Linked DNA regions of Sus scrofa: region 2 is linked to region 1. Evidence: chromatin contacts called from public Hi-C data. All regions are on one chromosome and are shown on one strand. The core of a region is the stretch at or near the end of the contact, and the rest is flanking DNA. Distances in the headings are between cores, read along the strand shown.

What was found. A called contact is a pair of places that touch in the nucleus more often than the background predicts.
Region 2: a contact with region 1 is called in a Hi-C map of liver, with 7 times the contacts expected there. The contact joins the promoter of C17H8orf4 here to the promoter of IDO2 in region 1. A contact is called at or near these places in 1 of 47 Hi-C or Micro-C datasets (liver) and 1 of 2 datasets of contacts at active chromatin or transcription factors (alveolar macrophages).

What each region holds. Positions count from the first base shown.
Region 1 is chr17:9,275,311-9,279,259 of Sscrofa11.1, forward strand. It overlaps IDO2 (indoleamine 2,3-dioxygenase 2), which reads left to right and starts at 1,729. Exons shown (of 12, transcript XM_021077736.1): 1 at 1,729-1,973.
Region 2 is chr17:9,439,477-9,443,425 of Sscrofa11.1, forward strand. It overlaps C17H8orf4 (protein C8orf4 homolog), which reads left to right and starts at 2,012. Exons shown (of 1, transcript XM_003360552.4): 1 at 2,012-3,577. The coding sequence starts at 2,290. The coding sequence ends at 2,610.

The DNA.
Region 1 (3,949 bases), core at 479-2,978:
TTCAAACCATGATGGCATCTTTGACAGACAGCCTGGCAGCCTAAACTGGTGAATAGGGGAATGGCTTGGAAATCAAGATACCACAACTGTAGTACTCACTCAGCCAGTAATTAGTGGAGCTCCAGTCCATGGAGTTATTCACATGGGTGTGCCTCAGTTTACTGATCTGTAAAATGGATCTGGTAGAATCTGGTTCATATATAAAATCTCCCATCTTAGGGCTCCGTTCTCAAAGATGTTTAATGAAAGTACAGGGTTAGGTGTTCCCATTGTGACTCAATGGGTTAAGGACCCAATGTTGTCTCTTTGAGGATGTGGGTTCAGTCCCTAGCCTCACTAAGTGGGTTAAGAATCTAGCATTGCCACAAGCTGTGGCATAGGTTGCAAAGGAGACTCAGATCCTTTGTTGCTGTGGCTGTGGCTGTGGAGTAGGCCGGCAGCTGAAGCTCCGATTGGACCCCTAGCTTGGGAACTTCCATATGCTGCAGGTGCAGCCATAAAAAGAAAAAAAAAAATGTGCAGGATTAAATCAAATATTCTGTTGGCTTTTCTTAAGTTGGTTATTACCTGTTACCTCATTTGTTAAACTTAACAGAATTATATATCCTCCTTTAACTGTCATTGAAGCTTTCAAAAATAAGTAATGGTATTACTTAAGGTAAAATCAAAATAATCCTAATCTTAGAATATGCTGTACAAAACACCTCTGAGGTTCTGATATGTATTTAGGGTCTCCCCAGTCCGCTCATGTCCAATCACTGAAATATTTGTCTAAATGTAACTAACTTTCAGTTTTAATAGTTTACCCCTTTGACACAAAGATCCAGCTGTCAAAGTTCATTATGGACTAAGTTCCTGTCAGGGGACTGGGATCATCTGCCACCAAAAACCCTGTTCATTTCCCCTTTCCCAAGGGAGAACAGATACATCTTTGGTTTTAAAATCAACCTGCTTTATTTGTATTATATTGGAGTATAGTTGACTTACAGTGGTGTATTAGTTTCAGGTGTACAGCAAAGTGGATTCATCTATACATACATATATATGCATGCTTTTTTAGATTCTGTTCACATCTGGGTTATGACAGAGTACTGAGCAGAGTTCCCTGTGCTGTATAGCAGGTCCTTGTGGGTTATCTCCTTTATATACAGTAATGTGTATAGATTAATCCTAGACTCCTAATTTACTCCGCCATCCTATGTTTCAGTTTTGGTAACCATAAGTTTCTTTTTCAAGTCTGTGAGTCTGTCTCTGCTTTTTAAATAAGAAGTGCCCATTTGCATCTTTTTTTTTTTTTTTTTAAAGGGCCACACCATAGTATATAGAAGTTCCTGGGCCAGGGGTCCAATAAGAGCTGCGTTTGCAGGACTACACCACAGCAACACTGGATCCGAGCCTCATCTGCAACCTACACCATTGCTTGGAGCAATGCCGGATCCTCAACCCACTGATCGAGGCCAGGGACAGAACCGAATTCTCATGGAGATTATGTCGGGTTCTTAACCCACTGAGCCACAGCGAGAACACCTGTATCTTTTCTTTAAAGAATCAATCTTTTTGTATTCCCATGTATGAAAAGAAAAAGGGGATTTTTTCTTTTTCTTTTTCTTTTTCTTTTTTTTTTTTTTTTTTTTTGACTTGAGGTAGTTGTCTGCCTGTTTGTTTTAACCAGCAGTCCTTGCTTACTCAGCTTTGTGTCGTGAGAAAGTCCAGGACAGTGTGGAATTTAACCTCAGACCAAGGTTCTCCCCTGTTCCCTAGAAAACTGCGAGGAAAAGGTACCATTTGAAAACTCCTTTAACCTGGCCTTTTGATACATTTGGAGCAGTTGTCTCCTTAGCAGCAGCCCCGGTGTGGATACTTCAGACAAAATTATGGAGCCACAGAGTCAGAATTTGAAGACAACACCTCCATTGACTTTAGAAAGATTTCACATTTCTGAAGAGTATGGCTTTCTTCTTCCAAATCCTCTGGTAAGAATAGAGGCTTGGAGCACGTTTCTTAAGATGCTGATTTGTGTGTTAATTTGTTTAGTGGGTGTGGTCATTAAAAAGGTGTAATATATGGAGCTCCCTGATGGCTCAGTGGGTTAAGGATCTGGCCTTGTCACTGTAGCAGCTCAGGTTGTTGCTGTATTGTGAGTTCGATTCCTAGCCGAGGAATTTCCACATGCTGTGGGTGCAGCACACACAAAAAAATACCATAGAAAGAAAGAAAGAAAACAAAGAAAAAGAGAGAGAGGTAATTTAAATACCAAGTCATTCATGTGGGACAGATAATACAAATAAGGCAAAGTGTGATTGCCTACAGAAGTGGCAGCAACAACAGCAGAGGAGAGTTTGTTTTAATGTCAGGTGACTTTTTGCTTTTTGTTTCTGTTTTTTGTCTTTTTAGGGCCTTAAAGCATATGGAGGTTCCAGGCAAGGGGTTGATTTGGAGCTGTGGCAGGCCTACACCACAGCCACAGCAACTCAGGATCCAAGATGCGTCTGCAACCTACACCACAGCTCATGGCAACGCCAGATCTTTAATCCCCTGAGTGAGGCCAGGGATCGAACCGGTGTCCTCATGGATGCTAGTCAGATTCATTTCCACTGAGCCATAATGGGAACTCCTAATGACAGGTTTTTAACAATTTTTTAAATTTATTTAATTTTTTTGGCTACCCCCACGGCATGCCAAATTTCCCAGGCCAAGAATCAAACCCAAGCCCCAGCAGTGACGGCATTCTTAACTGCTAGGCCACCAGGGAAATCCTATGTCATTTTCTTTTTTTTAACACATAAAACTGTATTTAATTCATCTTGTATTGTTGAACATTTAGGTTACTTTCATGATTTTTTCATAGCATGATGAGTACCTTTTGCATAATTAAAGATAATTCTGTAAAATTATTTAATTGCCAGTTTCTTCAAGGTACATGTTTAGGTTCCATTTTTTAAAATAGTTTTCTTAAGAGTTTTTTTTTTTTTTTTGAGGGGAGTATTTTTTAAATTTAATTTTATTGGAGTATAGTTGACTTATAATGTTGAATTAATTTTGGGTTCACAACAAAGTGTATCGTCATACATATAAATACATCCATTCTTTTTTCCCATATAGGTTATGACAAACTATTGAGTAGATTTCCCTGTGCTATACAGTGGGTTCTCATTAATCATCTACTTTATACAGTAGTGTGTATGTGTAATTCCTACCCTCCCAATTCTTTCTCTCTGCCCCCAATGTTTTGGCCTATGGTAACTGTAAGATTGGAAATCTGTAAGCTTGTTTCTGTTTTTTTTTTTTTAGTTAAGTTATTTTGTATCATTTTTATTAGATTCCACATGTAAGTGATAGTCTATGATATTTGTCTTTTGCTGTCTGACTTACTTCACTTAATGTGACAATCTCTAGGTCCATCCATGCTGTTGCAAGTGGCATTATCTCATTCCTTTTGTGGCTGAGTGATATCCCATGATATGCGCCACAGCTTCTTTATCCATTCCTCTGCTGATGAGTATTTAAATTGTGTCCATTTCTTGGCTATTGTATAGTGTGCTGCAGTGAACATAGGGGTGCAAGTATCTTTTCAAATTAGAGCCTTCTCTGGATCAATGCCCAGGAGTGGGATTGCTAGATGGCGTGGTAATTCTATTTTTTCTTGAATGGATTGTCATTCAGTCTATTAAACTTTTGAGCAAATGTTACCCAAAAAAAGGAGAGAGAGAATTTAGATAAAGATCAATTATATGAGCAAATCAGTGTACCTTTACTTCCGAGTGTTAATAGAGGAATACAGACAAAGGTCAGATCTATTCGCTGATCCCAGAAGTCCTCTGTAGGGCTCTTTTTCCTGAGACAAGTCATAGACCTGCAGGTAACCTGAGCATGACAAGTAATAACTTTGGGAGTTCTCATTGTGGCTCAGCAGTAATGCACCCAACTGGTATCCATGAAAATGTGGGTT
Region 2 (3,949 bases), core at 762-3,261, 160 kb after region 1:
TTAATGGCTGAGTAATATACAAAGTACAACAAATACACTACGTATACACTCTTATCTTGAGGTCTTCACACTTGCGGTTCCTCTGCCTACAACACCCATCCTGCAGGCCTTTCCAGAGCTTACTCCCACACCTCCGCTCAGGTCTTTGCATAACATCACATTAAGAGATGCTTCCCCCTGAGAGTTCCCGCTATGGTGTAGTGGATTAAAAATCTAGCTGCAGTGGCTCAGGTCACTCCGGAGGCTCCAGTTCAATCCTTGGCCCGGTGCAGTGGGTTAAGGACCTTGTGTTGCCATAGCTGTTGCATAGGTTGGAAGCACATCTCAGATTCAGTCCCTGGCTTGGGAACTTCCATATGCCATGGGCACAGCCATAAAAAGAGAGAGAGAGAGAGATCACCCTGTGTAAATCCCAGCACTCTTCCGCCTGTTCCGTAAAACCTGCTTCATGTATTACTTACTGAAGTCATTTCTACTCTAAATGGAAGTATTCCTATTGCCTATTCCCCAGCAGAATGTAAATTCCATTAAGGTAAGATCAGGATGTTTTGTTTCCTTTCTTTGGTTTAGTGTGGTTTCCTGTTGCATTTCCACTACCTAGAAATACTCCGGCTAAAAATTGACCTTTAGGAGTTCCCATCGTGGCTCAGTGGTTAACAAATCCGACTAGGAACCATGAGGTTGCAGGTTCGATCCCTGCCCTTGCTCAGTGGGTTAAGGATCCGGCATTGCCAAGAGCTGTGGTGTAGGTCACAGATTCAGCTTGGATCCCGCGTTGCTGTGGCTCTGGCGTAGGCCGGTGGCTACAGCTCTGATTAGACCCCTAGCCTGGGAACCTCCATATGCCACAGGAGTGGCCCAAGAGATGGCAAAAAGACAAAAAATAAAAATTGCCCTTTACTAAATACTGATGGAAAAATGAGTCCAATGAATACATGAGTGAACGAATGAAGGTATGAGAAGAGTCTCAAACTTGGTTTTCAAGTGAGGTACTTTCACCACATTTTTTCAGATTTTTCTAGATAACTAGATGAGAGGAAAACAAAGGCCGGCCCTGTCTCTGAGCATCCTAGGACCCAGCAGCAGGTCCCCAAAGAGAAATCACTGGGTACTGGGATACTGACACTTAACATGTAATGTTCCATTCATGAGTGAGGACAGTGACTGGCTGAATATCGTGAATGTGGAAAGAAGTGATTTATTTATTTTTATTTTTATTTTTTATCCAACATTTTGTTGGAGTGTAGTTGCTTTACAAGGCTGTATTAATTTCTGCTGTGCAGCAAAGGGCTTCTGTCATACATATACACACATCCACTCTTTTTCAGATTCTTTCCCCATATAGGTTATCACAGAATATTGAGTTGAGTTTCCTGTTGGGAAGAACCCATTTAAATTCTTCCAAAGAAGGTATTGCTCTGACTATGTCTGGGTGCTGCCAAAATAAACATTAAAGGAATATGTCAACTCATTCCTTTGGGTGCTAGGTACATAAAGCGCCTTTGAAGTTGTCCTCCCTAATTTTTTTTTTTTTTGATACTGTTGTTGATGTGTACTTAAACCTAAGGAGATGTTGGCTGTCATGACTATTACTTTTATGAAATTCCAATTTAATTCAGTTATTACAGATTAGCTCTTGTCTGCAGCTGGCTCTGAACTGTCATGGACTCAGGCTGTGTCCTGTCTGTGTTTTGAACAGACTCCCATTTGGAATCGGTGTCCTGGATTGTTAAGCTTCTCTTCATAGCCCGGGAATCGCCCTGTGGAGCAATGTCTAAAGGGGACGGTGTGGGCTGCCAAATGTTTGAACTGTCCTCTAGCAACTTCTCTAGAAATTAAGGCTGCTAGCAGAACTTTTTGTTTGGGTCCTGTTTGGAAAGATTTTGAGGGTGTTAGCCACACTGTTTGTCTCTTATCTTGGCGGTGGTTGTCCTGGTTTCAGCTTTTTTTTTTTTTTTTTTTTTTTTTCCCCTATAGAAGGGCCCAAGTCTGTTTAATGCTCTTGCCACCGACTAGGGAGAAAGAAATCCCCCCCACCCCTACTCCCACCCCCGTTCAACCCCATCCCTGAGCACAGCTGTTAGGAACCCTTTGCAGGGGATGGAGATTTTGGCAACTCAACTGTTAAACCGGTCTCTGATCACTCAGCCTCCAGATCACTCTGATGTCACCACTGTAATCTGAGCCCTGAGCTTTGTTCACCCTTTAAATAGCCGACCCGGGACCGATTTCGCTACAGACTCTCTGGAGAGCCTTGGAGCAGAATTCCCGAAGATTCCCACATCATCGATGAAAGCAAAGCCAAGCCACCCAGCCGTCAGCATGTCCACCTCGCTGCGCGTGAGCCCGTCCATCCGCGGCTACCACTTCGACACGGCCTCCCGCAAGAAAGCCGTGGGCAACATCTTTGAAAACATAGACCAAGAAGCGCTCCAGAGGCTCTTCAAAAACTCGGGGGACAAGAAAGCAGAGGAGAGAGCGAAGATCATTTTCGCCATCGATCAGGATCTGGAGGAGAAAACGCGAGCCCTGATGGCCCTGAAGAAGAGGACGAAAGACAAGCTCTTCCAGTTTCTGAAACTGGAGAAATATTCCATCAAAGTTCACTGAGGACCAGGAGATGGATAAGGACCTTATCCAAGAACGGACGTTTAAAGAGCACCTGAGTCCGCGAGACCCTAATACACACACAGCATCTCGCGGTTGCTGCCTTGCAAGTTTCTCTTGCACCAGGACCTGAGGACTCTGAGGCAGGAAAGGAGCAGATGAACTGGTTACAAAGACTCCGATCAACTTCACGTCTGTGCTGTGATAGCCGCTGTGACAGCGGAGACAGAAATGCTTGCAGCCGGCACTGGAAAATTCTCCCCCGGGGAAAGGACTGATGCTCACGTTGGGAGAAAAGTCTGGACAGATGTAATTGTAATGAGAATTCAATATAACAGAAGGCTGGAGAAGAATTGCAGCCAGGGTCTTAGAGTCAGACCCTAGGACTTAAACTCAACCGGAACTTTTTTTTTTTTTTTTTTTTTTTCCTTTAAGCAAACTGGGTGGTGGGAGGGAGATGGGAGAGAACGCACAGGAGAGAGACTTTCACATGGCAATGGCTTACCGACTTTTTTATTTGAATGTTCAAAATATTGCCAAGCTTCAGTGTTGTCTATGGGTCGTTTTTTTAAGAGATCAGTGATTGATCATTTATTTGCATTTATTACAATGCCTTAAAAGTGCACCGCAGGGGTGGAGGTACAAATTTAAGGAACTGTGGTGTTTTCAGCAGCTCCGTGAAACCGTACGCCACCTTCTGGTTATTAAGGGTTTTTTATGCATTTCACATCGGTTGCACAAGTTAAATGATGGGGTCCTTCATAAATCCAAAATACTGTGAATGAACTTTACAGTTTTTTTTTAAATCTTCTAACTAATGCTAAAATATAACCTAAATTTCTCTTAGCTACTGCAGTAAGCATTAGGAAGTGAATATGATACACTTAATAGTTTATAAATATGCTACGGTTTCTATAATTTATTATACATGACAAATGATATGCAACCTTAATAAATTATTATAAACGTAGCTGTTCTTGGTGTGTGATGATTGATCTCAAAGGAAAAATAAGGTGGTAATTTTTATTCTTATAAACTTTTCTAAGGATTTTACTCTAGGAATATAAGGTACTTTTGAAGTAACTTTAGATCAATTGTCATACTTATTCAAAGCAAATTCTTACATAAAGTATATAGAGAGTTTCTCTGCCCTAACTTTAAAATATAAGATACCAACATAGAAATTCATGGGTTGACATCAGTATAGTTGTTTATGTGTCCACGGAGGGTGAGTTTTAAAAGGCTTTTCTCTCCATATTTTTGAAAATTTTCCTCTCTGGCTATAGTAGCTGTGTACATTTATTTCTCCCAAAACAATATACTTGGGGGTTAGAGTCTGAAT